Linked DNA regions of Mus musculus: all the other regions are linked to region 4. The links are chromatin contacts, called in public Hi-C, HiChIP or PLAC-seq and promoter capture Hi-C maps. All regions are on one chromosome and are shown on one strand. The core of a region is the stretch at or near the end of the contact, and the rest is flanking DNA. Distances in the headings are between cores, read along the strand shown. Region 1 overlaps Atf6 (activating transcription factor 6). Region 2 overlaps Rgs5 (regulator of G-protein signaling 5). Region 3 overlaps Atf6 (activating transcription factor 6). Region 4 holds the start of Uhmk1 (U2AF homology motif (UHM) kinase 1). Region 5 overlaps Atf6 (activating transcription factor 6).

Region 1 (5,939 bases), core at 1,940-4,439, 510 kb after region 4:
GGAGAGGAAGGTGTGATCACAATGTAAAGCAAATTGATTAATTAATACATCCCCACTGTATTTATCTTATATAGCATGCAGGGTTTTTAACTCTTGAAAGTTATCAGCTAAGGTAGATACCACTTTCCAGCAAAGAAACAGCTGGTGATTGTCTTAGTCTGACCAATGGCTGCAGCTCACTGTGGCATTTTCAGCCCTCACTCCTGCAGATGAAATAATCAGAAAACAACCCATTCTGGGAAAGAACGAGAATTTCCCTTTTTCTACAGCTGGAAAGCAGTATAGCAAAGCACTACGGGAACGATCTCCATGGAGCTCAGGTAAGTGGGAGGCTGCTGACCGAAGCTAGAAGAGGCCAGTACTGAGTAAAACTGAGGCACTATTCGATACCCCATACCGAAACCTTAGGAGTGCCTGCCTACAAACCTTCTCTCAGAGGCTCAGATATATGATTAATGACTATGGAATGTTTCTGATCTCTATAAAAATAAATTAAAAAACACTTTCCTATTTCTATGAAGTTTGATACATACTTGTGTAAAATATAAACAGCCTTACTCATGATTTATAACAATGTTGATTCCTTTAAAAATACCTTTTTGAGTTAATATAAACTTTATATTAATGTAGCTAGCTCTCTCATTGTGGAGCCAGAGCCATCCGTTGAGCCCCCAAAATCTTGTTAGCAGGCTGGGCAGACTCTCACCTTAAGGTTAATATGGTTACTTTGAGCCTCACGGTCACCTGTGAAAATGACAGTCATAGCTGAAAAAAAGAAACTGGGTCTGCTCCACTCTCCAGGTCCTTGTGGAATGCATTCCAAACAGAATGAGAAGAGTTATAAGGGCAAATGCCCAGAGATTCCTGGTGGTAACTAGGAATCATCACCATTAAGATTAAAAAAAAAAAAAAAGTCAAGGATGTCATTTGAATTTCTGATCTTCATAGAGGTTCCTCAAAGTTGCTGAAAGAGCTCATTAACTCAACAACAAGCAAGACAGCTATCTCCCAAGAGGGTTAGCATAAGGTTTAAAATACATGAGGAACATCCCTGCCCCAAACCCATGTTCCTAACATTGACTCTAATCTGCTGCAGGTGAGAGACTAGGGAACTTGGGCACCTTACATTAAAACATTCAGGTGGGGTGGCTGGTTAAATGCACTGCTGCTCTTTTAGAGGACCCGGGTTTGACTTCCAGAACCCACATAGCTGTTATCTGAATAGTTAATAACAATTTCAGAGGATCTAACACCCTCTCTACCTCCTTGGGTGCCAGGTACACATGTGGTTAAATACATACACACAGACAAAACACTTGACAAATACATCTAAAATAAAATAAACTTAGGTGGGATACAACACCAGTAATGTAAATGCAGATGGCTGGGGACTGAGCATCTGAAGGCAGAATCAGAGTAAAGTGTTGTTAGCAGGCTGGCTAGTCCACGTGGCAATTACCAACACACATGCATGCAGGTAACGGGTACAAACGTTTACATAACAGTTACTATCTTCAAGTGATTTGCTATCAGGTTCTTAGACTAAATATATAAGGGGGTTGAGAAGAACTAATAACATTTCACAGGATGGGATATGAAACATTGTAGAAGATTATCACATCTAACAGAAATTACTAAACTTATTTTTAAGATTATATTTATTGCTGTTTTGTGGGATAATTACAGGTCTTCCAGTAAAAGTCTTTCTAGAATGAGCAGAGAAAGAATTGAGTGGCGTTTTAGAAAAAGACTAAGTTCAAACACATTATCTGGTACAGTGACAGAAGTAATGGCTACAATAAATTAAGGACATTTCTGTCCAAAAAAATCCACAGAGCTGTCTCAACCCCATCCGCACATATATAAAAGTGCTCAAAAGAATAGCTCCTTCTGGAGCTGATGGAAACAGGGTAAGACACGGGTGACCAAGGGTGCTGCCATTTTATTTTCAAGTACGAGTTTAGCATAAACTACGGATCAAGTCCCAGCCTCAGTAACTAAGTGGGATCTTCCTTTCTCAGACTTGTTCTGTTGCCACAGCTGCAGGGTCACTGTGTCTGAAGCCATAGCAGCGGTCTCATAGGAAGACCACACTCTTTACTCAAGCTGTGCACCTGACAGCTCCTATTCAGACACAAGCGTGGAAAGCTGCCTCCTGCTCAGAAGGATACAGAATCTTTAGGGAACTGGATCTTATTCTCTCTCAAGGAAATTTCTGACAAAGAAATTAACCAGGCTGAGATGTCAACACTGCGTTTAACCTTATTTGCCAAAATCTGTGCAGAGTTGGAAAGCCACCGGCCTGGCTTACAGGGGTATATTCTTAATTGAGAGTGGCAAGGGATGCAGGGACATGATGTAGACATACTTCCTTTCCTGACCAGACAGGCCTGTTCCGCCTGAGTTTCCTGGCCTGCTTTCTGGCTTGTCTGGCCTGTGGGTAACCCAGAGGAAGCAATGCTTGGAGTTTCCCTGCGGCAGGCAAACCTGGCTGCATGAGCTCAGCCGTCTTCAGTATAAAATAGCGAGGTCAAAAGAAAAAAAATCTATTTTGTACATTAGAAGGGGAAACTCAAACACATGTTGATTAAGGGAAGTTATAGAATATCCATTGTCTATCACCAGAATAAGCAGAACACCTTATAAACAGAATTAACTGAGTTATAAAGAAAACTAAGCATTTCACACATTCTTGTGACGATTCACGTTAGAATTGTGCCAGTCTTAGAAATGACATATGGTCTCATTTTAGACCTTAGGAATCAGGCCCACAAATTCTTCAGGTTTATTTTAAGTTCTGTAATTCATTCTCATTATTATTGCTTCTCAGAGACAGTCCAAAGAAGGGCTAGCCTACATCCCCATAGTATAGTAACTGAGGAACAATTACTTAAGATGCAAATCACCTAAAAAGTATTCACAATTAACCTGGTTTTATTTATATTATCATTTGAATCTTTTTCTGGATGTTAGCCTATGAGACTGCAAGCTGAAGAAGCATGGAATGTGGACCAGAAGACTAGGGTTACTAAACTCGTACACTTTCAGGACATATCATTTTAAGAAAAAGCTTCTTTACTTCCACTTTCTAGTCTACTTTCATTCATTAAATATTTACTGAATCACTATTGGGCCCTAGCCTAGTCTAGGTGTTCGAACTGAAAGGGAAAAACCCCACAAAGGTTTCCTCTTACAGACTTTGCATTCTAATGGTGAGGGTAGAGTAGACAGGAAATAAGAGAAGCAAATAGTGTTTGAAAATGATGGGTGGCTAGGGGTAAAGGAAGGCACGGAATGGTACAGGCTACACGGGAAGCACAGACAGTCATGCAGAGTAAGCCACTGAGAGGACTGCTTTGGTCAGGGTCTACAGAACTGAGAAAGACAATCAAGCAAGTTGGGAGAAAACAGCACGAGGGCCCTGAGGATCTGAGCCATAGGGAGGCTTCGAAGACTGAGTCGCTTTCTTAGATGAGAGGCAAAGGGAGGGACTGAGCAGAAGGAGCTCAGGCTATGACCCATAATGCCACTCTGACTAACAGCTTGTTTATTTCAAGATACAGGGTAACAAGTTACATTTGCACAGTTCTTAGTTGTTCACTGTGATGGTACTTATGGAAGGTTTCCAGAATGTTCTAAGGTGTAAAACCTGAGTACTGTTACCATGTGGAGTTGATGTGGCGGAGTGGAAATGCCAGGCTTCACAATCCATTATGGATCTAAAGGCTAGCTCTTTCTGTTACTAGCTAGCAAGTGTTTGTAATTGTAACTGCAAAAGAGAAACTAGTATCCAACTACATGGTTACATCAAGAGTTAGTTATGCCAAGCATCTAATGGCAGCAAGCAACATACTTTCAATACAGCAAGGAGTGAAAAGTGCCTGTGCATCCCAGGGCCCAGGTAGCAGCTCTGAGCATCAGCGATGCTGGGGTCTAACCTGCCCTCCTTCCCCTGCTTCATGCTCTGTGGAGGAAATCGATGCAGTGTCCACTGTTCATCAGTGTACATGGGCCACTGCTTTCCTGGGGTGATGAAGGGATGAGGGGTGAACACTTGTGACATCACTGTGTTAAAGACTGCAGTACTCCTACTGCTCACACAAGTGTGACTGAGAGTGAAGATACCACAGTGAAAACAACTCAGGGCACTGGCTATATTGGAAAACAACAGATTTATCTGTCTGTCCTAAAAACAGTATCCAGAAACTTATACTTATACTTATTATTATTATTATTATTTCAATCACAGATAAGAGAGGAGGAGAGGAAGAAGAGAAGAGGAGGTAGAGGGGAACGGGAGGTAGGGAAAGAACAGGGGAGGGGGAGACTAACTTGAAGCAGCAGCAGATCTCTATCACACAGTACAAACAGTTTCAGAGAGAAAACAGTGCATTAAAGCATTATATTTCTTAAGTGCCCATTTAGTGTTACAAAAACACTAAAAAATTTGGCAAGTTTCCTATCTTTCTTTCATTTTAAAAATAAATTTGCCTAATCAGCTTCTTGAATTCTGGTCTTTTTAAAACCTGAATCATTGAGTTGTTTTCTGGGTTTCTTCAGTGAAAACCCTGGGGTCCTCTGTGTTAAGCAACTGGATTCACAGCCGAGTGTATATGGGTTATAGTTAACAGCATAGTGTATATAGGTTATGGTTAACAGCATAGTGTATATAGGTTATGGTTAACAGCATAGTGTATATAGGTTATGGTTAACAGCATAGTGTATATGAGTTATGATTAACAGCATAGTTTACATGGGTTATGGTTAACAGCATAGTGTATATGGGTTATAGTTAACAGCATAGTGTGTATGATTTATGGTTAACAGCATGGTATATTTGGGTTAGGTTAACAACATAGTTTACATGGGTTATAGTTAACAGTACAGTGTATAGGGGTTATAGTTAACAGCATAGTGTATATGGGTTGTGGTTAATAGCATAGTTTATATGGGTTATAGTTACTCTCCACAGAAGTCAAGCTACTGCCTGAAAACTAGGTTGGTTTATGACTTAGAAAGTGTAGGCCATAAATTTCTTCAAAGAGCCTCTTTTACTTGGGGTGGGGATGGGGGAATAAAAAACTTTAAAGTAGAGAAGGCAACAGAAGGGTACCTAACTGCTCCTCCAGACCAACAGTGGCTTTTTCCTTTCATACCATTAGCTCACCCAGTCAAAATACTTCTAAACACACAAACACCTTACTCTGCAGCTGGGCATCATGAACCCTAAACAACCAAAGTATAGTCACTACTTGGGGTCTTGCACTAAGATATGACACAATCTTTAAAAAGCTACAAATATGCTTAATTTAATCTTTATTTTGAAAGCAGTGACTAACATTCCCAATTTAATATAACTCGCATATTCAATTAGTAGGGTCTTAGAAATAAATTTTCCCCCAGACTTTTAAGACAACAGGTATGTTCTCCCAACGAAAGTTTGTTCCTATGATCAACATGATTCAATTGCATAAATATTTACACAGCAGCTGTTATGTGCTGGGTGTTGGAGAAACAGAGATGAGTAAGACCTGGCCCTCAATTAAAGCACTTGCCATCTAGTAAAACGGGCAGCTATGTAAACACACAGAGGGGCTAAGTGTGAGATGGGAAGGAGTACAGGGCAGGGAGAACAAGGAGGTGGGCTGCCTACCCTGGCAGTGGGGGCGATAGAAAGGAGACAAGAAGGCTTTCTGAATAAGTTCACTGAAGCCAGACCTGGAGGATTCTTTTGAGCTGGGGAAATTCTGGGTGGGTAAGTGGAGGAAACACATCCCGTCTGGGTGGTGCACTGTGTGAGGTGCTGCAGAGGAACCAAGCATGGGGCGGGAAGGGGGCGATGACGCGCAGAGGGGAGAAGAGGTGTCCACAGAGCTTCAGACAAATCTCGGTAGCAGTAGGGAGCCATTGAAGGGCTCCAGAGAAGGGAGACATGGAAG
Region 2 (5,795 bases), core at 2,175-4,674, 540 kb before region 4:
GATACACAGCTTGTGTAAATTCACTCACATAGTAAGTGGCTAAAGGAAAATGAGATGATCCATTCCAGACCAATTTTGGCAGATAAACAAGTCTATTCATGGTTAGTTGTGGTTATATTAGCTAGATTAGTAGTCATTTCTCAGTAGCGTCAGCATCAGTTTTTGAAAGCAGGACCACTGTACCTACAATGGAACCAAAGTGAACGCATACTTTTAGCTGACAAGCTGATGTAAAGTGTTTACGTAATTCATTCCTCAGTAGCAACAAAGTCCCGGGTATTTGTGTTCTGCTTGCACCAGGATGAAGGATTCGCTAACCCATGAGAGAATCTGAGTTGAGATTCTGATGCCCTTGTGGTTGATATTAGACAACAAGAAACCTCAGAGTCAATGATCAAACCACAGAGGCCATCTCCAGGAGTGAAAGGTTAGCTCCCTCTTTACAAGCCTGATTTAACATGGACGGGGATCCACAGTGGGCTTACCAATTCAAATCTGAGCATTACTCCTATGACTAGAGAGAGATTGGTATGGAACACACATTTTTTTAAAAGTCATTTGTAGCAAACAGCCCATTATCAATGATCTTGATCAGACTAGCAGGAACAGGTAGAGATGGCCTGACCCGAGGCTGGACTTTCTAAAAAGCTTTCTAAAGTGTTTATCACCACTGAGAAGTGCATATCTGGTTAGAAAGATGCCCAGTGCCCTACACCTATCTCACAGCGTATCAACTGTGAGCAGCTAAAAGTATAACAGCTAAAAGGCTAACAGATTTGTCTTTGGCTCCACAGAAGATTTTCTTACAAGTAGTAGTGTGTGGCATGGGGCAGGCTCACAGCAAAGATGCTGCTCATTAGACTGTTAAGTAAGTGAGCAGAAGAAGAAACTGCGTATGGCCCAGGTTTTGAAATGGTACTCTGTCTTATGAAGAAGTTAGCTTATCTAGACAAGTTTTCTGTTGACTACCTCTGTGTGTGTGTGTGAATACACACACACACACACACACACACACACACACACACACACACACACACACACACATTTGTGGAGAGGCCAGAGGACATTATCATTCTTCAGGGTTCTTTCTTTCTCTCTCTCCCTTCCTTCTTTCCTTCCTTCCTTCCTTCCTTCCTTCCTTCCTTCCTTCCTTCCTTCCTTCCTTCCTTCCTTTCTTCCTTTCTTTCTTTCTTCCTTTCTTTCTTTTTGAGACAGAGCCTGTCACTGGCCTTTAATTCACAAAGTAGCTTAGTCTGCCTAGTGAGAACGTAAGGATCTGTGTGTCACCAACTCTCCTACCTGGGGACTATATGTACACAGTGCCTGGCATTATTTTTTTACATCTAGTTTCTGGATGCTTCCTGCTTACGAAGTGAACAGTTTCTGGGCCCGAGCCGCCCCCACTAGTGTTTTGTGGCCTTTGCCTGTGAGGGCATCTGAGTGACAACTGTTTGGGGACAGCTCAGGTAAGAGCTGGAGCACAGAATGGCAATTGTTGTGATTAAGTCTGACAGGAAATGGTGGGAGGTAACAAGAGCTCGAAGGACGCAAGAGGTAAATGTGTTTTCTATAAATATGTCATAATTGACAGCTGTTGTCAATTCCATTTTTTTCAACCATTTTATAGTTCAGAATGTCATTTAATGTAATTAATCACATGAGCTTTGGGAGACAGCTGTCATTGCTGAAGCCACATTTCAGTTATTTAACAACGGGGACACTGTATTTTCTGCCATCCTTCTCCACTTTCCTACAGCTTACATCATCAAGGGATATTTTATACAGACTAACCCTAGGGTCATTTGCCTAAGATACTGTAAGTAAATTATGAAAATGAGGTAAGAAATTAGGTATAAATTCTCATGCAACACGCTGATGGATAGCTATAACAAACACCATGGATGTTTTGTTTTTAGCCAGATGGAAATGGTAGAGTGGTGGAGTGGAGTCTTTCTCCATCTAAATGGTCTGGTTCTGCCTTCTTCCTGGTCTTGAGAATCGATCATTGATTTTTAGCAGTCATGTTCAGAAGATTTGAGAGGGGGTAGCCGAAGATGGTAAATAAAAAGCATTCTGTGTGTGTGTGAGTGTGTGTGTGTGTTTGTGCGCGAAAACAAGCCCGCGTGTGTGTGTGTGTGTGTGTGTGTGTGTGTGTGCTGGACATGTTTTCATGGGTATTTATTGGGGAGGGAAGATAACACATAGTCTTTTCACCTTTGTGGAAGAAGCCTGCAAGGTTAGCCAGATCCAAGGTTCTTTCTACAGCAATTGTAGCTCATGCCTCTTCATAGCCAGCAGGGGGCATCTGCAACAAAGATTTGGGTTGCCTTGAATTTTACCCTGACCAAGGAAAAAAGATCAAGTCTTTTGGAAACCAGTTTTGAAAATGAGGTCCTACACTCCCCAAACTCCTTGCAGAGAGCCTTTCTTTGTGAGGAGTGTTCTTGAACTGTGTCTGGCGTCTAGACTTAAACCTTCCTGTGTCTACCAGATATGTCCCAAGCACAGGACCCTTACTGCCCCTCTGTCTCTTTAACATGGTGGAATGTAAGTTTTCTCCTTACACCCAGGTTCTCTTCTCATTAAAATAGACCCTATATAAGTGATCTGAATAATTGAATACGTGCACCACTTAAGCCCCGCCCACCAGCTTTTATCTTGTTTTCCATTTTCTTCTCTTTCTTGTTTTTATTTCGGGGGGGCTGGAAATCTACCCAGGCTCTTGCCCATTCTAGGCATGCACTCACCAAGCTTCATCGCCGGCCTCGGCTTCTCACTTCTCTGTCTCCGGTTACTTTAAAGAAAGAAACAGAACTCAGCCACTTTATGGTCCTGGCAGTCATCTGGTGGCTTTATGTGTCTTCAGTCATGCTAGGTGATTGCCATGTTAAGCAGTCAGATTCAGAAGATCCCAGGGAGTTGGTGGGGGTGGCTGAAGATGGTAGCTAACAGGTGTGTGTGTGTGTGTGTGTGTGTGTGTGTGTGTGTGTGTGTGTGTGTGTGTGTATGCATTTCCATAGGAATTTATTGTTTTTTTAGGAAGCAAGAACACACATCATCTCTTCATTCTTGTGTCCCATCAGTATTTTCTAACGATGGGGAAATGCCTACTATGTAGTTTCCTGTGTGCAATGAGCCCTTTGGAGTTGTTCCAGACACTACCAGGGCCAGAAACACCATCTTAATCCTTGAAACATCTAGAGTCAGAGCCTCTCTATCGGCTCTCAATCAAGTTCTCTTGAATATAGTTCTATTTCAAAAAAAAAATTCATCCAGCCATACTTCTGTTTGTAGTGTCCTGGTGCTGGCCTTGCACACATACATCTAAAGGTTAAAACTTGCATCCAGTCTATTCGCTGGCAGGAAAGACTAAGATGGTCTGTGGCTTTCTGGGATTTCTATCCCCTGGCCAACATCCCACACAGGGAACAGATTTTACCATTGCACAAGGCTACTACTATTCAGACCTTTGCAGCTTGAAAAGTGTGACTCATCTCCAGAATTCTCTCCCTCTGATTAAATGCTCCACCGGGCATTTCCAATTGATTTTATTTCAAAACAAGTTTTCTTTTTCCTTGTAACACAAAAGGATAACAGACCCAAGGAGACACAAATCATTTGGTGTTAATCAGCATTAATGTAATTTAGCCAGAGGGAAGGGCCTAGTGTGCAGTCGAAGAAAGCGAGGGACCATAGCTGATGTGGTAAACACATTAGAAAGTTCTCCTCTCCAGATAGAGATGATTTTGAAATTCAATTAATGTCAGATACGCTCAAGTTTATCTAGAAACGGGAAACGAATTTGGTGAGTTTGAACCTCTTTGGCTTTCCCATTGATTTGTACTATTCCCACACTGTGTGAGGCTCTGACAGGAAGGAAGGCAATGGAGGGTGAAGCTCTTTTCTGGGAACTCTTGAGAGCCATGCAGTAATTCTGTGGGGTTTTTTTTCTTTCTTTTTCTTTTTGGAGGGTTTTGCTTGCTTGCTTGCTTGCTTTGTTCTTGTGAGGCTGCCAAGTATTCAGACTGGCTGGAACCTTATCACTGGTTATTTTCATTGGTTACTGCTTGGTGAGAGTGAATGCAATCTTACTCATCGTACTCATCCTTCTCTTCAGGATTACAAATGAATAAGTAGGTCAGTTCCTGATGAGCTTTCAATGTCTTCTTCTTCAGCCTATATATACTAGGCCAGGGACAAAGCCTCAGCAACAGAGTTCTCCCAAGCACACTGTTCCCTCTTTCTTGCATTCCCAAGGCCAAGAGGAAGAGAATACCTGGTGTTCTGGTATAGGTATCAGCTCTGAGAAGAGGAACACACGTGTATGCATGCTTGTATCTGTGTGTATACACAAACACACACATAAGTGTATATATTATAAGTATTATATATCTCATGATGTCTATGGAGCAAAGGATAACTTTAAAGTTCTCATCTATCCACCTTTGCGTCCTATATGGTGGGATTATAGGTCTTTGTCACTATGCCCAGTTTATGCAGTTCTGAAGGTCAAACCCAGGGCATCTTACACACCAGGTAAACAACCAATTGAGGCTCATCATCAGAACATGATTTTTCAAAAAATAAGTGATGTTATAAGTAGTACGTCTTTTCTAGATCACATAACACACACAAATGGCCACTGGACAATTGATATAGATAAAATGTCTCTAGAGTTTTGTTTCACTCGTGTGTGTGTGTGTGTGTGTGTGTGTGTGTGTGTGTGTGTGTGTATACCATCTTAGGAAATGAGTGATCATTTATAAACAATCCTTATGGTAAAATGCATCGATAAATGGACAGATAAAGACAATTTGATCCAACCCAAGTTAATAAAATAGTTGGCCTCCTCTTTACATGGAAACATTTTTTTTGAAGAGCCCTTTCTCTACCTTTAACTCTTTCTTGCACACATGCCAAATATGTCACAAGCTTGGTGCAGCATGGTGGTCCCTTGTCATCTCCATTGAGAATAGGAAGACAGGATGACCACATTCAATACCGCTTTGTACTATGAACTGCATTACATTTCACAATCAAGCAATCCATCTCGCGGCCTTCTCTCTGCCCTGAAAGGTCAGTCAGGCTAATGTTAACAGATTTATAAGAAACAAAAATGATCTTGCTCAAGTGAGTGACAACTGGCCATTCTCCAACTCTACTTCTGCTTCTTTTGAGAAGTTTCCTGGACTTACCCTAGTGGGAACTGAGACTATCTGTTCAGGGTCTGCTTCCTTCCGGAAACCCCAGTGGAAGAGTTCAATGGGCTATAGGCATCTTAAAAGCAAAGACCAAGGCCTATGGGTGTTTGTATATTTATTATGTACTACCTGGCACAGAAAACATAATCAATTTGTAAATTCGCAAGAAATGAATGACTATTTTAAACTCTGTTGTTACCTTTACCCCTTCATACTTGACTATTGCTCTTGCATGAGAAATTGTAAACCAGCACCTTCCTGCCTTTTACAAAAGCAAATGACTCCAGTGAAGCAAGAGAGAAAAGAACAAAGAAATAGAAGTGGGGGAAGAGGGGGGAGGGGGAGGAAGCCTAAATCTTAAAGGACCAACCAAACAATACGAAACCCCCAAACATGAGAGTGTATCACTCGTCTTTATAGAAGTGTTGGTGGATGCAATGTTGTGTCAAGTTCAACATTAATAACAGCTTTCCATATGTGCACAGCGGGAGAGGCATGTGGAGTCCAGGAGGCAGATGACTCTTTTTACTGGATAGTGAAGTGTGCCTGGGAGAAGATAGACCTTGTATCTCTGACAGTAGTGCTCTGTACTGG
Region 3 (5,398 bases), core at 794-3,293, 630 kb after region 4:
ACAGTGAATGCGTTTTGAAATGTGCAGTTAGATGCAACAGAGTTAATAGATACAGAGTAACAGGAATTCATCTTTAAAAGTAAATGGGAGCCAGGCATGTGGAATACACCTATAACCACACCACTCAAGAAGCTGAAGCAGAGGTTCATGAGTTCAAGGTTAGCCTGAATTGCAAAGCAAAACTCTGTCTCAAAACTCAAATATAAATCAATAACAGCAAACCAATAATTAATAATAATAATACCATCTCTATAAATTTAAAATGCATACTTATAAATGAAATCAGAGAGGGGGACAAATAAACTTTTAATATATGATATTGGAATAAACCTTTTAATAATATTTTAGAGAAACATAAAATTGAGCCTGTGTCTCAAATCACATACTAAGGCAATTTTAAATGGATCTGAGGTCATCTTTACCTTATGAAAAACTTGTGTTAACACTCACTTAGAAAATATTCTTTCCTGAATAATTTAAGCATCAGGCATTAGATGGGGCTGCAAGAGCACCCTCCATGCCCGGGGGACTTGTCAGGGTACCAGAAGTGTTGGGAACACATTCACAAGGGGACCCACGGACCTAAGAAGGCAAGGCAAGGAAGGAGAGCCTTCATGTAACATGGCTGAGCCCAACAGAAGCCTAGTGAAAGATCACAGGAGCCATAGACAGCGACTCCTGGTGGCTAAATACGAGACAACACAAACACCAGAATAAATAATCACAGCAATGGTTACAGTCTAAACCCAATGGGAAACAGTAAGTCAACACTAATGTTAACAAGTATCTGGGTGATGGATAGCTTGACAAAGACCCGCACATTCGGGCAGGAGAACAGATTAGCGAGTAAAGGCACTGAGTTCAACCCCCGGAACCCATGTGGTAGAAAGAGTCTGACTTTCACACACTCACTGTGAGCCATCATGAACAACCATACATAAGACACACAAAATAAAAAAGTAAATGTTCATTTTTTTTTTTATTTTTTTATTTTTGGTTTTTCGAGACAGGGTTTCCCTGTATAGCCCTGGCTGTCCTGGAACTCACTTTGTAGACCAGGCTGGCCTCAAACTCAGAAATCTGCCTGCCTCTGCCTCCCGAGTGCTGGGATTAAAGGCGTGCGCCACCACGCCCAGCTTATTATTTTAAGAGCAGTACTTTTCCACGGTTTAAAAGTACCTTCTTCACAAAATACTGGCAACTAGCAAAGGGAGAAAAGAGCAGCTTCTTGGCTGAGAGCCTAGCAGATGCTGTCAGCTGACTGAGGTGAACATCACCAGTAACAGGACCACCTCAAACTGTCATCAAACTGAATCTTATCATCAAAAATAAATGACAAGGTGGAGTGTGGGTGGCCTGCACCTGTAACCTCAGTTCTTGGGAGGTGAAAGCAGGAGAATCAGGAGTTGAAGGCCATTTTCCATTACATAGCAACTTTAAACCAGTTCGAACTAGGTGAGATCCTATCTCAAAAGGCAAAAACAGATCTGGTAGTGGTGACATCCTTACTACTTTAATCCTAGGACTTAGGAGGCAGAGGTGGGTGATCTATATGAGCTGCAAGCCAACCTGGTAAACAGAGCAAGTTCCAAGACAGCCAAACAGCTAAAGCTATACAGAGAAACCCTGTCTCAAAAACCAAGAGAGAGAAAGAGAGAGACAGAGAGACAGAGAGAGAGAGGCTAAAACAAACAAACAAAAGACAGACACAAAACCACTTCTGTGGCATTCCTGCCATAGACACTAAAGCTGACTCCAATCCTGAGGAAACGTCTGGCACTCCAAATGATAAGGTCATTAAAGCACGAAGTCAAGAAGGAAGAATTGTTCCAGAATAAAGAAAATTAAAGCAGAAAGACAACCACATGCAACATAACCTGATGCTTTTGCTGGTCTGAATCTAAGGGGAGCTACATGGGAAATTGCACAATCTAAACCGGGACTGGGTAGTGCGAGTTTTGGTTTCTTTTAACCTCAGTTATGCTACGGAGACATGTTTCTGTTTTAATCCCTGGTGTGGCCTCCTTCAGCTTATCCACAGCAGCAGACTGACTGCCTCGTGCTCCAGCAGGGGCAGGATCTGTGCCCAGTGCAGATAGCTTAATTCTGGGAACTCTTGAGCGAGAGAAAAAAAAAAAAAAGCCAAATGCCAGAGGGGGCTGAGGGAACTCTGAGGGGCAGGGGAACACTAAGGAAGAAGCCTGGCTGTTCGGCTGTACCCCCTGCTGGGTCCTGCTCCTGCTGCTGATGGTTGAGAGGAAAGAGACCAGAAGAAGCTGGACTTCCCGGTAGCGGAAGATTAGACTTGCTTTAGTCAGCAGGAAGTAGTTTAAAGAGACCTAGCCTCCTTTCTCCTCCACCCTTCCTTCTCTACTACCTGGTGATGGGGGGTTGGAAGGAATAAGGGCTGGAAGGGAGAAAGAGGTACATAAAAACCAAATAAAATAGCTAAAACAAATATGCCTACAGGGCTACAGATGAGATTATTGTTATATATCAATGTTTAGTTCCTGGTTTTGGTGGCTGTATTGTTGTTAAAAAAAACATTCTTGTTCATAGGAGGTAGACATTATAGAATTTGGAATTCAGTGGCCAACTGACCCTCAAATGGCTCAGACAAAAATCTCCACAATATATTTGCAAATTTAAGATCATTCCAAATAAAAAGGCAGTGTAAGCAAGAGAACAAGAATAAAAAATTAGCCAGGCGGTGGTAGCGCATGCCTTTAGTCCCAGCACTTGGGAGGCAGAGGTAGGCAGATTTCTGAGTTCAAGGCCAGCCTGGTCTATAGAGTGAGTTCCAAGATAGCCAGGGCTACAGAGAAACCCTGTCTCGAAAAAACAAACAAACAAACAAAACAAAAACAAAAAACAATAAAAAATTAGAGAATGTCTTTCTGAGTGATAAGCTTTTGAGTAACAGGAGGAGGAAGAATAGAAGGAAAGGAGGAAGAGAGGTAAAAGGCAGGAAAAAGGATAAGGACATGGATAAGAGGAAGTGGAGGAAGAGCAGCAGCAACAATAACAGAACTAGTAAGAACAATAATAATAAAATAAATATATGTGCACCTTATATAAATATAAAGAAGAAGAAGAATAACCAGGCTAGGCGTGCTGGTTATTATTTTAATCTCTACACCTAGAAGGCAGAGACAGAAGGATCTCTACAAGTTCAAGGCCAACCTAGTCTCCATAATAAGTTCCAGGCCAGCCAGAGCTACACAGTGAAATCCTGCTGAAAGAAAGAAAGAAAGAAAGAAAGAAAGAAAGAAAGAAAGAAAGAAAGAAAGAAAGAAAGAAAGAAAGAAAGAGAGAGAGAGAGAGAGAGAGAGAGAGAGAGAGAGGGAGGGAGGGAGGGAGGGAGGGAGGGAGGGAGGGAGGGAGGGAGGGAGGGAGGGAGGGAGGGAGGGAGGGAAGGAAGGAAGGAAGGAAGGAAGGAAGGAAGGAAGGAAGGAAGGAAGGAAGGAAGGAAGGAAGGAAGGAAACAACCCAGGCCAGACACAGTGGCACATTCCTGCACTGAAGCCCAGCCTGGGCAACACAGTAAGACTACCTTTAAAAGAACCCTGCAATCCTAGCACTTGGGATGCTGGGGCAGCAGGACCACAAGTCAGAAGTCCCTTTCACTGCTGTACTGGTTTATACTGGTTACTAACTTGACGGGACCTAGAACCACCTTGAAAACAGATTCCTAGGCATAACTGTGAGGCACTTCCTAGTTAGACTCAAGTGGGAAGACCCACACTGAATGTGGGCAGCCTTGCTCCATGGGCTGAGGTGTCAGGCTTCAGAAACAGAGAAAGCAGGCAAAGCAGGGACGTTTGTCTGTCTGCTTTCTGACCATGGTCACGATGTGACCATCAGCCTCGTCTCCTGCGGCCATGCCTTCCCATCCATGACAGACTGAGTCAAAAGAGACCGTTACTCCTTAGGTTGCACTGGTCAGGGGTTTTGCCACAGCAGCAAGAGAAGAAGCTATACAGTTAGATGCTGTCTCATTAAAAAACAAAACAAAAACAAAACCCCCTAACACTATAACAACAGAGACCCTACTTCCAGTGCTGCAAAGTGCCTAGCACAGGACTGCATGAGCCATGTGCACAGTTCTCAGAAGAAACTCACAGGACACAAGCTAAATGGGGAGTGAGGATAGGAAGGGCAACACAAAGCAAGGCTGAAATAACTAGAAAGTGTTTGTAAGCACGGCAGACCTGGAGGACCAGCACACAGAGAATCTGAACTCCACACTTTGAGCACTAGGAAGTAATTAAACGGCTTTAAGGCAAAGGACATAGTACATTTTGTAATTTTAAGAGTTGTTTTTGAAGGTGACTCTACTAAGAAAGGTTTGGAGAGTTGGTAGACAGACCACCAGGTAAGATCCTAATGGCTTTTATCCTAAGGTCAGGTGCTGATGGCCCAGCAAAAGCAAAAAGTAATCTTAGAATTCCTAGTGAATACAGCGCTGGGGAGATGATGGCTCGGCAGGGAGAAATGCCTGCCGTGCAGGTCCCAAAAACTCAGCTGATAACAACATGGTAGAAGGAAAAAGCCAACTCCTGAAGGTTGTCATCTACCTAAACACACACACACACACACACACACACACACACACACACACACCCCAAAGCAAACAGAATTCCCAAAATTTAGAAGTTTGCTAAGTATAGAACCTGCCAGAATAAAGATGGCTCAATTTATAAAAGTTAAAATATATGAAATATTAATTTGATTTTTCTTCTTGTACTTTGCCTTTCCCATTACTTAAATCAGGTATTCCATTTCCTTGATTTCAAAGCTTTTGTTGTGAGGGCCAGGGATGCACTCCAAAGGAGCTATCAGACTTTTGTAAAGATCTTAGTTAATTTGAAAGATAATGGTAGGAGTTCCTGAACTCTATGACCCAGGAATTATAAATCTTACATTCTTCCAAGTCCTTAAAGAATGTATATTCTAAGGGAGTGGAAAGATGGGTACAGAAAGAAAAGAAAACCAGTAAGCAAAGACTACTGGGCACTGAGGAAGCAAGAACAAAAGGGAGGGAGCCGAACCCAGGAGGTAACAGATTTCTCACTCCCACAAGGCCCTGTCAAGTCTCTTTTCCTCAGAGAATGAGATTACTCAAAACATTAATGTCAACCGCCTTCCCCCCACCCCACCCCAGCCCCCATTTCCCAGATGGCATTAAACCCAATAAATACATCACAAGAGACTGGCCACCTACAGGAACGTGCTGAGTTGAAGAACACGAGTCTGTGGACCGAGGAGAGGAGATGGAGCAACTGGAGGAAGCCGGAGAAAGAGGCTGGGGCTCTGCCTTCATGTCTGTCAGGGAAAGACATGGTGGACAGTTTTACACACCAACTCATACAAACTCACAATAAGATGGGCAAAATGG
Region 4 (5,614 bases), core at 2,045-4,544:
CAAGTGCTGGGATTAAAAGCATGTGCCACCATCGCCCGGCTTAAAGTACCACTGCTGTTAAAAATATTTGCCTTGGACCACGAGGTTTTTAAAACACAACGGAGAATAAAAGGTATTTCTTACCTGATTGCCTTCTTTGAAGCTGAGTCCAAAGTCAATAAGCTTAAAACACTCATTCTCCGCACTCCACAGGATGTTTCGTGGTTTGAGGTCTGCATGGACGTAGCCCTCATGGTGAAGAAAAGCGAGGGCCTCCAGAACATCTCGGGCACAGTGCTGTATCATCCACATGGAGCAGCCCTGATGACTGGAATATAAAAGCAATTCCGAAACACTGACATCCAGGAGTTCAAGCAGCAGACAGCGTGATGGCACATTGGGAGAGAAGTGTATGGTAAAGACTCCATATAAAGTCACTAGAAGAAGGAAAAATTACAATACTTAAAAAGATCAATTCATAGTTACTTATTACCCAAATAGTTAACTCTGCTATATGAATTTGAGATAAAGAGGATTTTATCTCCATGTGTGCACACATACATGCACATGCAAGACAGCTGTTATAGTAAAAAACTGAGATTCCCTCTAGTTCAGCGGTTCTCAACCTTCCGAATGCTGCAACCCCTTAATACAGTGCCTCAGTGACCCCAACCGTACAATATTTTTGTTACTTCATGTTTATAATTTTGCTAGTTATGAACCCTAGTGTAAATATCTGATATGCAGGATATCTGATATGCTTTCAACCACTATGAAAGGGTCACTCAACCCCATAAGGAGTCTTGACTCACAGGCTGAGAACCACTGCTCTAGGCAGACTTAGCACTGTCTCTTCCCTTAAGAGTTAATCCAGTAGGTTGAGAATTTAGCTCAGTGGTAGAGCACTTGCCTAGCAAGCGCAAGGCCCTGGGTTCAGTTCTCAGCTCTGGGGAAAAAAAAAAAACAAGATTTGTCTTTTAAGCCGGGCGTGGTGGCACACGCCTTTAATCCCAGCACTTGGGAGGCAGAGGCAGGCGGATTTCTGAGTTCAAGGCCAGCCTGGTCTACAAAGTGAGTTCCAGGACAGCCAGGGCTGTACAGAGAAACCCTATCTCAAAAAAAAAAAAAAAAGAGTTAATCCAGTTGGGTGGGTCAATGACCTGTCTAAGGGCCTAAATGCTAAGAGAGGTAAGAGTCGTCTTAGTCTATGCTTTTCTCAAACACTTTCTGTTAAGCTCCTCTTCAGGCCTTTTGGCTGCCTGACCACTCCCCACTTCCCCTCCACACATGGCTGCCCTCCATGTTGCTTACCACAAGCGTCATCGCTTTTTCTCTATTTTATTTTCCCCTCCTCAGAGCAGTTACTGAGATTTAAGGCTTGCCTGCCCTGGGGTTTTTCTTTTAAAGTCTAATGAAAAATTCCTCGAGCGTTACCCCAGTGTCATTTGGCCACCAAGGCAGTAGGCACCCAAATCCCTGGAAACACTGGGAACTGAGCTCCGGGCCTCTGCAAGAACAGCAAAGGCTCTCTAACCACTGAGACACACCCACACAACCCCACCCCACGGATAAAAATGACAATGATAAGCAAGAAACTTCCACTATTCTTCCAGGGAGCGAGCATTATCTTTGGACAGCCGGGTTAAATAAAATAAAGTATGGCGATATATGGCACAATTATTCAACCTGTGTTTCACCAAGAACTCAACACTCAGTGGTGGGTGAATATGCCCTTAAGGTCTTAAGATAAAATTACTTTAAAAACCTATGATATTAAGTAACCCTTAAGAGCAAATTGAAGGTTGCCTGATCCAAAACAGCATTCTATGCTCATATATATATATATACATATATATATATATATGTATATATATATGTGTGTGTGTGTACATGTGTGTGTATATATATATATACACACATACATATATGTGTATATACATAGACATATGTATACACACACACACACATATATATACGTGTATATATATATATATATACACACACACATATTATATACATCAATTACAAATAACATTCTAATGTAATCACGCAAGAGATTCAACAAGTACTGAGGCATGCAAAAAATGTTCCTGTCAAACACCAAAGCTATAGTGATATACCGCTTAGTAAGATTAAGGAAAAAAAAGAAAAACACACTAGCATTAGGACATTCTATCAATGTAGTATTATAAATAAATAAATAAATAAATAAATAAATAAACAAACACTTTCTTCAAGCTACACATGGGTTCTATTTGCCAAGATCTATGACGCTTCTTTACTAACCAAAGTTATAACCGCTTACAAGCTCTCTGCCTGTACGTGGATTAGCAACGAGGACTGCTTCCATATATCTGTGGCCCAAACAAGCTTACATTCTAAATCTCTGAGTCATGAAAGTCTTACTGAAGCAAACGCTGTGCTCTTAAATATCACACTTCCATTAACTTCTAGGTAACACTGGGTTCCCTCTCCCAAATTCACACGAAATATGTATTTTTTTTTCCGTTCTCAGTAGTATGTCATTTGATGTCAATGATGGCACTGGATGCCCTAGAATATTTTCCATTTGGAAAAGATGCAAAATTTTCCACTCAAGACATGACAACCTGGCAAACTCATGCCTTTCACTTTCTAACTACCGGATGAAAACCTAAGCAAACTGGACTTTACTAAGCATTTGCTATGTAATAATCACTTCCACCGTATACCTCAGACAGCTGCAAAGGAAAGGTGGACTGAAAAGGGACCTGCATCGCGTGACAACTAGTGAGGCCCGATCCTCTCCTCCCACCTACAGGACCAAAGACCGGGGGCCAGGCGGAGGACGCTTATGCTTGAGCCGGGACATGGGCAGGACATGGGGGACAGCCACAATTACCGATGTTCCTGTGACCCTGCAACTGCTCCAGCGCCGCCCTCTCTTTGCGGAAACCATACTCCGCGGCCGAGGCCGCAGCCCCGGTGGTTCCCGGAGGCAGGAACTGCTTGAGGGCGCCGGGGGGCGAGCCCGGGGTACCGCAGCACCGCACCCGGTACACCGAGGCCGACGAGCCGCTGCCCAGGCGGCTCTGGACCTGCCACAGCCGCCCGAAGGCCTCCAGGAAGCGCGGCGGCTCGGCGCCCCACGCGCAGCCGGACCCCGCCATGGTGCGGGCTGGGCCGAGGACACGCGAGCCGACACGACGCGCCAGGCAGGCCCGCGGCGCCCGCCGTCACATCCCCGCCCGGACCCGCCGCTCCGCAGGGAGGGGCCTGCAGCGCTCCGACCGACTCCCCGGACCTCAGGCCGCCATGACACCGGAAGCCGGAGTGCACTCGGACCCAGCCGGAAGTGGGGGAAAGCCAATCCTAGAGGCTGAAGGAGGCGGGCCTAAGAGGGGCGGGGCCTCCAGGGGGAAAATTGTTTAGCACAAAACAACTGAGATATTAAACTTAATTATTAGAGATGGGGTGTAGCACAGTAGTAAAGTGCTTGCCTTGAATGCGCAAGGAAGGCCCTGGCTCCAGCAAAATATATGATTATTGATTTTTTTGTTTTATTTATCTTTAAAGAGTTATTATATTTGTATTTATATATTTGTGTATTTGTTCCTCATGTGTGCAGAAGTCAGAAGAAGGTGTAATATCTTTTGGTGCTGAAGTTACAGGAGATTGTGAGCTGCCGGGTTTGGGTGATGGGAACCAAAGTCCTGTCCTGGGGAAGATCAGTATTTCCTCATAGCCACTGAACTGTTTGTCTCTTGTGCAGCTATCTTATTTTCTATTACCTATTGTTTCAAGCTGAAAGCTACGTGCTTTCACATCTTCCTGATATCCATCATTACCACCTCCCTTTCTAATATAACTCCGATTTTCTTTGGAACAGTAATATACACAAAAGAAATACCTGGCCTCTCTCAGAAGTGGCTGTGACCACGCCCTCTCTCTAGTCAATAAGACCTTCCTGCATAACTAACAAGGATTTATTGGAAGATCTAACTTGACTCACTTAGATGTTGTGTTTTCTTCCCTGTTACTTCCTATCTCCTGCTTAAGAAAATAAGCGTAAAGCTAAAGACAGATTAGTTGGGGCTAGAGAAATGGCTTAGCAGCTAAGAGCACTGACTGCTCTTCCAGATCAGGGTTCAATTCCCAGCATCCACATGGCAACTCACGAGTGTCTATAACTCAAGTCCCAGAGCATCTGGCACTCTTACACAAACATGCAGGCAGAATTTCAGTGTATATAGAAATAAATAAATCTTAAAAAGCAAAACAAAAAATAAAGACAGATTAGTCATCCTGTTTATGAAGCAACTGAGAGAATAAAAGCAACATATTAATATATTAATTGGATGTGATCTATTGTGCCAAAAAGCCCAAAGTATGTTGTCTTAGATATGGAAGCATTCCCTTCTACAATTAATAATGCAGGGTTCTGCCAATCTCAGTGGACTTTTATCTTTGTGACCTATGTGTTTGCCTTGTCTTTCAGCATTTCATGGTTTTGAGAATGGGGAAAGAGACCAAAGAAGCACAAAAATAGCCAAAATGGTACTGAGTTTTCTGGTCGTATCCCATTAGCTAGTGCTTACCTAGTCATATGACCCAAGCTAGCTCCAGACAAGCTAGAAAATTCACATAAAATTCATAACTAATGGAAGAAGAGGAAACTGGGTGTATAGGGACAAATAAACGCAAGTCTAGATCATTCATGACCCAGAAGAAATGCAAAAGGTTTCTGGATCCTTGACAGCTTGGTAGAAATCCATTGTGCTTCCTAAAACCATCCTCCAGACTTCTTACTGGGGGGGGGCAGGGTGCCTATTTGATTAAAGAATCTTAATGTTTTAAAAACACAAGAGCTTTTATGCATATAAATATGCACAGTGTAGCATTTACCACATTAGTCATTTTTAAGTGTATAGGTAATATAAAATATTTTGACCTTGTGCAAACATTATCAACAAACATCTGAGGAACTTGTTCCATACATCTTGTAGAAACTAATCTCTCTTCTAATTAAACAAGCTGCCAACTCCTCTTTCCTTCAGCCCCTGACAATCTACCAGTTCATTTTAGTTCTTATATCCATAGTCCTCTTGTTAGTCTACTTGTTAACTTGTGTTAACGCAAGTGGCCATACAAATCACCATTCACAAACCACTCAGATTCACACAGATAACCTCATCATGACTGAATACAAATAACAGCTCATAACCCGAGGACCACTAACTGACCAAATGACATGAGATGAAGAGGGAGTGGGGCTTGACCTTAGCATCCACCATGCTCCAATTTCAGAAGGAAGTAGCCAGAACTAAAGTTGGCAACTGTGAATCATTAGGTCCCCATCTCCTGCTACTAGCTCTTCTACAAAGTCTTTTATTTAAGCAAACGGTGTGGGATATTGGATCACAGAAGCTGATTTGGTAGAGAGATAACCATGCCTTAGATCCTGTCTTGTGCACACACACACACACACACACACACACACACACACAGAGCTGCTAAATTCTTAGCATGTAGAAACTTGAAGATGATGTGAGACAATGGAACTAACTTCCTAAACTATGGATTTATATTCACTAATCTGTTAAATGCAGAGACTCCCTCCCTGTAAACCTAAGTTCAAATCCAGAGCACCTATGTA
Region 5 (5,926 bases), core at 2,362-4,861, 580 kb after region 4:
TAGGCTGGCCTCAAACTCATGAATACTGCCTGCCTCTTTCTCCTGCCCTTCAAGAGCTAGGATATAAGCCAAGTGCCACCATGTGAGTACCACCATGCTCAGCAAGATGTTTCTATTAGCACCTATGGCAAGCAGGGAAAGCAGATGAAATTTTTTTCCATCCTAAAACCAAACCTTCTTCTTGACTCTTATTCTCTATCCCCATCCCTGGAGAATTCTCTGCAGCAATTACTGCCACTTTTCTGTTACCATCCCACGTTCCCTTCCCTGGGCTTCTGTCATCACAGACACAGTAAAAGAGGCTCCAGGGTCTCCGGGGGGTTCGAATGGTGAGATTTAATAGTAACTGTCTTCACTGTCCCATAGCCTGTCGGCTTGGATGGGAGCCACACTGCCCTTTCTTGTCCTCCATCTTGCTGTCCAGACACCAAGGGAGGTCTTTGTAGCCCACACATGTGCAATGCCTTGCACTAGTTTATCACACTCTCTCTCCTCTTCAGTTTCACATTGGGAAGTAGCACCCCAAATTAAATATTTAGCCTCAACTTCTCTCCTACGGTCCAGACTTGGATATGTGGCTGTCTTCTGGACTTCTTCAACTGACTGTCTAAAATCTGTATCTAAAGCTCTTAACTCCTGTCTCTAACTCCTCCCCCAGTTTCTGTCTCTATAAATGGCATCAGTATTAATCCAGCACCTAAGACACAGAAATTATCACCAATTCCTTTTTATTTTATAGCAGCAATTCCTTAACAGTTTTACTTTCAAATATATTTAGGTCTCCATTCCTTCCTACCCCTTCATATCTAACACAGAAGAATAGACCCAAAGATCTCCTCCCATCTAGACCACTGGAATGCAGTTTACCTGACCTGCCTACACCCACTCCCACTCCCCATCAGTCTGCTTTGTGTAGCACCTAGAATGATCATTTTTGTTTCCTCTTTCTTTTTCATTTTTAGGCAAAGTCTCACTATATATTTCAGGCTAGCCTGGAAGTCAACAATCCTGCTCCCAAATTCACTAATGAGCTCTACCAGTCCTAGCCAAAAAGACTTTTCAAATATATAAATCAGATCAAGTCATTCCCCTCACCAAATAGTGGTGTCCTTCATGCCTAGAATGAAATCTGAAGTTCAGACCAGAGCCCTAGCGTTCGCTAAGCTCTCTCAGATCTGACCACTCTCCCCTCAGTCACAGCAACCCCCAGCTTTACTCAACTTCTTGAGCTTCTGTAAATATGCAAACTGATCTGTCCTGGGGCTTCAACATTTGCATTTACATTCCCTGGCCTGGAAGCTATTTCATTGTGATTCCTCCTAAAGCCTAGAGCTATGAAGTAAGAGATGACTTTCTATCTCATCCAGCTACAAAGACGCTGAGGCTGTTCTAACAGCCAGAGTTAATGACTTTGATACAGTACCCTGCCTGCTAGAGAGAGAGAGAAGAGAGACGGAATGGGAGTACAGGAAGCAGCAGCAATGGCTGCGGCATCAGAAGCAGCCACAGTGAGAAGTAAATGAGGCTGAAGTTCCCAAATCTCCCAGGGAAGAAAGCAAGTCCCCTGGGAGGGGATCCCCAGAGCCTGAACTGTCATTTCTTCAGACACAAGCAGAACCGACCTGGAGAATGCGGGCTTTCTGTTGGCTATTTGTCATTCTTCTAGATTTGGTCCTTTCCACTTCATGTCTATGAACCCAGCCTCGAAGTTCATGGTTCAACCTATAAAACAAAGTAATCAAATATATTTGATAGTAGTTAACTGGCTTATTCTTTTGTTGAAAATTAATTTAATTGTTCTATAGGACCCAAAGAACAGCCCAACATATCTGACTACATTACAATGCTTTTTGATTTAATTTGAAAAAAAAGAAAACTAAGACATTTAATACTTTTTTTTAAATTTTGAATAAGACATGGATTGTTATAAGGTAACCTCCTCAATCATAAGTTCAAAATTCAGAGAAATAATGGAATATATGTCCAGAATAACATAGTCAGATATCACCTTCCTAATTAAAAAAAAAAAAAAAAAAAGGATATTATCTGCTGAGAATATTAAGTCCACAAGTCTAGCCTTACCCTAAATTTTAACATTCACTTCATCCTTTCATTCAAACAAGACCCACCTAAGCAGATGACCATCACAATGAATGGACCCATCACCATCGCTACCTGGACAATTGTTATCCTGGCTTGCAGTTATCCAATGCAAGTCAGATTCTCTTGGCCTCTTACTAAAGCTGAAGAAATGCTTTGCTAAGTTTGAAGTTTGCCATGGGAGGCCACTCGGTAGTTTCTGCACCAGTCCACACCCGTTACCTGAGAGACTCTGTTGTGTTAATCAGGGGTTGACATGGAGGTGGAGGCATATAAAGCAATGGCTCTTCACTTAGCACCATTAAAGCTTTGTCATTGGACACAGAGTGATCATAGCTGAAACAAAGACAGACAAAAATCATTTCCTTGTATCATAAATTTTATAAAGCTTACTACTGTCAGTTTTCATTAAAATAAACATATACCAAATTAAACATGTTGTAAGATTGAAATGAACATAACAGAAAGAATTAAATATAAACCATATGGTGGACTGTCATTCTCTCAGTTTCTAAGAGCTGGCAGAGTAATTCACATTTGCTTAGCTACTATTTACTGGGCAGCACCTGCTGTGTGTGAATTCAATAAACTTCCCTATTGCTGGAGTGGAGGAGAAATTAATTGAGTTAGCAGTCGACAGGAAAAGACATGATTGTTATATGACAAGGCTACAGGTTTGTGGTCATTTGCCATACTGTGTCAACAAACTCAGTCTCTCCAAGCAAGTTTGTGTGAAGTGGGGGTAGAGGAAGACCTAAAATGTTTGGCAGGAGAAAAATGACAAAGTTGAAAAGCTGGACAAAAATTTTAAAACCATGGATGACCTTGAATCACTAACAAAACACTAAATGACAATGACTAGTTACTCAATAACTTAAAAAGTACACGTTTGTCCCTTTGCTACTGTTTTATGTCACATGATTCCTACCTAGAGTACGAGTTGAAAATCAGATTATGAACCAGGACCATTTACTACTGTGTACATCCTTCAGTCTGTATCTTAATCTAGCTCACTAAGAAATCTTCTGTATTTTTTTATAAGATACTATGAATTTACAAATTGGGTATGCTAAAATACAAAAATATATATATATATACAAGTGAACATGGTAGGCTTCATGCTTTTTACTTATTCATTCAATATTTGTGGAGCGGCACCTATGTGCTGGGTAACCCAAGAGAGAGCAACAGTCTATTCTCAAAGAGCTAACAGGAAAAGCAGAGCAAACCCAAGAGAACAAATGCATAAAATACAGCAAAACCATATTAACTGTTGTAAAAGCAGCACAGGACTCAAACAGCAAAGTATGCAGGATCTACTTCAGATAAAACTAGGGAAAGGATCATAGATGGCAAGGCTAAAAGACAAGAGGAAACCAGCTGCGCAGAAACTAGGGGAAGAGTATACGAGACAAAAGCAAGTGAGAAAAAGACTCAGAAGGAAAGCTGCTGAAGAGCTCTGGGCACGTGGGACAGACAGAAGAGGAAGTCAGGAAGCCAGAGTCCGGCTCATAATTAGGACTTGCTGAATAAAAGGGAAGTTACTAAGTGAGAAGTGAGATACCTCAACTTATCCTTAAGCCTGAGAATTGTACCAAAACCAAATATTAGTTAAATATGGAAAAGAAAAAAGTCAAGACATGACTGGGTATGTGAGCATGTGTATGAGAAGTCCGATCTGTGAACGGAAATTTGAGAATCACCCGTGTTTACGCATCTGGAGGCTGTGGTACAGATGAGTCACTTTAGCAGGACATAAACAGAGTTCACAGCTTTAAAGCTTGGGATCTGGACAAAGGAGAAGCTTACAAGGAAAATCAGAAAGGAAGAAGGAAGACTGAGTGGGCAGGATAAGCTTGCACACAGGAGGCGAAGGCAGGAGATCACAAGTTCAAAGCCAGCATGTGCTACAGAGCAAGAGTTTGTCTCAATTATCCAGGGGCAAGGAAATACCACAGTGGTAGAGTACTTGCCTATTCAAAGCCCTGCACGGAATCCCTAATACTACGAACAGCAGCCAGTCAAAAAAGGAAGGAAAGAAGGAAGGAAGGGAGGGGGGAGGGAGGGAGGGAGGGAGGGAGGGAGGGAGGGAGGGAGGGAGGGAGGGAGGGAGGGAGGGAGGGAGGGAGGGTAAAAACTCTAACAATGCAGAAGGAAAAGTCTTTTAGGGAGTGACTCACTTAGCCAAGATTTGCCACAATGAACACATGCCCCCCAAGTCACCCTCAACACACAACTAATTTCAGAATAAAAGTAATGATTTCTGAGTATGGCACACATGAGAGAAAAGAAGTGGAAGCTAAAGTTATATGGAACACACACACACACAGGTTATTTGAAAATCACACCTGCATACTTAATAATACCAGGAATTCCAAAATTGATTTCAAAACTGTATTTTTGACCTGTAATTTTCTCTCCATATGATTAATCTCTAGCAATGATTTCTGCATACCTGGGCTGGTTAGCTTTGTTCTAACAGCTAGAAATACAGAGAAGAAAACTATCAGGTAGGAGAAATGCAAGGGTAGACAGGACAGGGTTAGAGGAAGAAAAGAAGGGGAGAGTCTAAGCGAGCATGCAATCTGGAGACAATCAGACCCTATTAACCCAAAGACAGTCAGAGATCCAGGCTCTCTGCAAGCCGTCCTATACAGATAAAAGAAATTTCAGCAAATAAATCACTACAGGAAAGAGCAATGCTGGAAGCTAGAGTTGATGAGAATTCCTAAAGACACTGTGGCCGATGCCTCAAGCGGAAACCACCCTTTCCTGTTTACTAGAAGACAACTGTGATTTAAGCCTGATGCCCTATGTCCTGAGGTAAAAATTAATACCAGCTCTCACTATACTACTATTCTTTCATAAAAGTGTCCCATTTGGCTGATAAGTTATACTATTAAAAATACAGATATGAATATATACAGATATACTTCTAACACTGAAAAAAATCTGTGCAACTGAAATTTGCTAGTGGTAATATGCTAATAACAAACAAATACATGGTTGAACAATAGGATTATAATCTATCCTTCCATTATTTAAACCATAACTCTCCTAAACTGAAACAAAATGAGGCATTTAAAAATACAGGTGATGATATAGAAAACTTGAACAGGCCCATAGCAAGTAAGAAAACTGAATTTGTTATAAAGTCCACACACCCTCCCCCCAAATAAAAGCACAAGGCCAGGCTAGACAGTTGCACTGCAACTGCAAAGAAGAGCCAGTGTGAGCCAGGCATGATGCCACATGTTAGCCTGCCTGCTGTCCCAAAAGCTGAGATAGGAACATGGGTAAGCTGAGGCCCAGCCTGGCACCTTAATGAGACTTAAAACACGAACTAGCAAAACAGAACTGATGCAAACTTTTCTAAAACCAGCCCAATGAAGTGAAAGAGAGGAAGCCCTTCCAAAGTTGTTCTGACATCAAGACCAGACAAGAACACACCCAAAAGAGGGATCCATAGACCCAAATCTCTGATGATCATAGCTATTGAAACTCTCAACAAAGTACTAGCAACTCAAAGCCAACATACGAACAAGGCAATACATCATGATCAAGCAGGATTTATTACAGAAATGCAAGGATGGCTCAACGTATATAAATCAGTAAGTGTAACACACCGTGTCCACAGAATAGAAAGCAAAAACTTTATGGTTTGGGGGAGAGAGTGAGGGGTGTGGACTGAGAGTCCATACTGGGTGCAAGAGTGACTGGAGAAGAGGGTGACTGTAAGTGTTCTGAAGCACGGCAAACTCTGGTTGGCCACAATGCATCGAGTATTTCAACACATCTAGTAAAAGAATTTGAATGTTCTCAACAC

The links. Promoter capture Hi-C pulls out the DNA fragments that hold promoters and counts their contacts. A called contact is a pair of places that touch in the nucleus more often than the background predicts. HiChIP or PLAC-seq counts read pairs in DNA pulled down with a chosen protein or histone mark.
Region 1: an H3K27ac HiChIP or PLAC-seq map of microglia shows a contact between it and region 4, with 6 times the contacts expected there. The contact joins the enhancer-like site here to the promoter of Uhmk1 in region 4. A contact is called at or near these places in 5 of 39 promoter capture datasets (the HPC-7 cell line, HPC-7-derived erythroid cells, cranial neural crest and 3 more), 1 of 484 Hi-C or Micro-C datasets (Th1 cells), 3 of 115 datasets of contacts at active chromatin or transcription factors (bone marrow-derived macrophages, epiblast stem cells and microglia) and 1 of 9 other capture datasets (macrophages).
Region 2: a Hi-C map of neural stem cells shows a contact between it and region 4, with 6 times the contacts expected there. The contact joins the enhancer-like site here to the promoter of Uhmk1 in region 4. A contact is called at or near these places in 1 of 39 promoter capture datasets (hippocampal neurons) and 2 of 484 Hi-C or Micro-C datasets (embryonic fibroblasts and neural stem cells).
Region 3: a promoter capture Hi-C map of the HPC-7 cell line shows a contact between it and region 4. The contact joins the enhancer-like site here to the promoter of Uhmk1 in region 4. A contact is called at or near these places in 15 of 39 promoter capture datasets (the 3T3-L1 cell line, 3T3-L1-derived adipocytes, the HPC-7 cell line and 11 more), 14 of 484 Hi-C or Micro-C datasets (CD4 T cells, the G1E-ER4 cell line, LSK cells and 11 more), 13 of 115 datasets of contacts at active chromatin or transcription factors (astrocytes, bone marrow-derived dendritic cells, bone marrow-derived macrophages and 9 more) and 2 of 9 other capture datasets (liver and macrophages).
Region 5: a contact with region 4 is called in a promoter capture Hi-C map of the HPC-7 cell line, with 5 times the contacts expected there. The contact joins the enhancer-like site here to the promoter of Uhmk1 in region 4. A contact is called at or near these places in 11 of 39 promoter capture datasets (the 3T3-L1 cell line, the C10 cell line, the HPC-7 cell line and 7 more) and 3 of 115 datasets of contacts at active chromatin or transcription factors (embryonic forebrain, large pre-B cells and stem cell-derived neural progenitor cells).

Annotation. Positions count from the first base shown.
Region 1 is chr1:170,726,277-170,732,215 of GRCm38.p6, forward strand. The region is part of intron 15 of Atf6 (activating transcription factor 6); the gene reads right to left. Among named protein-coding and RNA genes, the nearest start is that of Gm23523, 23 kb to the right of the region's middle. Within about 2 kb of position 3,190, at least 27 of the 459 cell types and tissues checked have an H3K27ac peak or open chromatin away from gene starts, as enhancers often do. A contact at or near this core is called in Th1 cells and microglia, where this site is marked.
Region 2 is chr1:169,668,532-169,674,326 of GRCm38.p6, forward strand. All of the region lies in intron 1 of Rgs5 (regulator of G-protein signaling 5), which reads left to right. Among named protein-coding and RNA genes, the nearest start is that of Rgs5, 16 kb to the left of the region's middle. Within about 2 kb of position 3,425, at least 30 of the 459 cell types and tissues checked have an H3K27ac peak or open chromatin away from gene starts, as enhancers often do. A contact at or near this core is called in neural stem cells, where this site is marked.
Region 3 is chr1:170,843,893-170,849,290 of GRCm38.p6, forward strand. It overlaps Atf6 (activating transcription factor 6), which reads right to left. Exons shown (of 16, transcript NM_001081304.1): 4 at 5,225-5,325. Among named protein-coding and RNA genes, the nearest start is that of Gm29733, 4.4 kb to the right of the region's middle. Within about 2 kb of position 2,044, at least 100 of the 459 cell types and tissues checked have an H3K27ac peak or open chromatin away from gene starts, as enhancers often do. A contact at or near this core is called in the G1E-ER4 cell line, the HPC-7 cell line, LSK cells and 6 more, where this site is marked.
Region 4 is chr1:170,212,113-170,217,726 of GRCm38.p6, forward strand. It overlaps Uhmk1 (U2AF homology motif (UHM) kinase 1), which reads right to left and starts at 3,295. Exons shown (of 8, transcript NM_010633.4): 1 at 2,861-3,295; 2 at 124-416. The coding sequence starts at 3,128.
Region 5 is chr1:170,792,335-170,798,260 of GRCm38.p6, forward strand. It overlaps Atf6 (activating transcription factor 6), which reads right to left. Exons shown (of 16, transcript NM_001081304.1): 11 at 2,323-2,436; 12 at 1,623-1,722. Among named protein-coding and RNA genes, the nearest start is that of Gm25235, 38 kb to the right of the region's middle. Within about 2 kb of position 3,612, at least 71 of the 459 cell types and tissues checked have an H3K27ac peak or open chromatin away from gene starts, as enhancers often do. A contact at or near this core is called in the HPC-7 cell line, where this site is marked.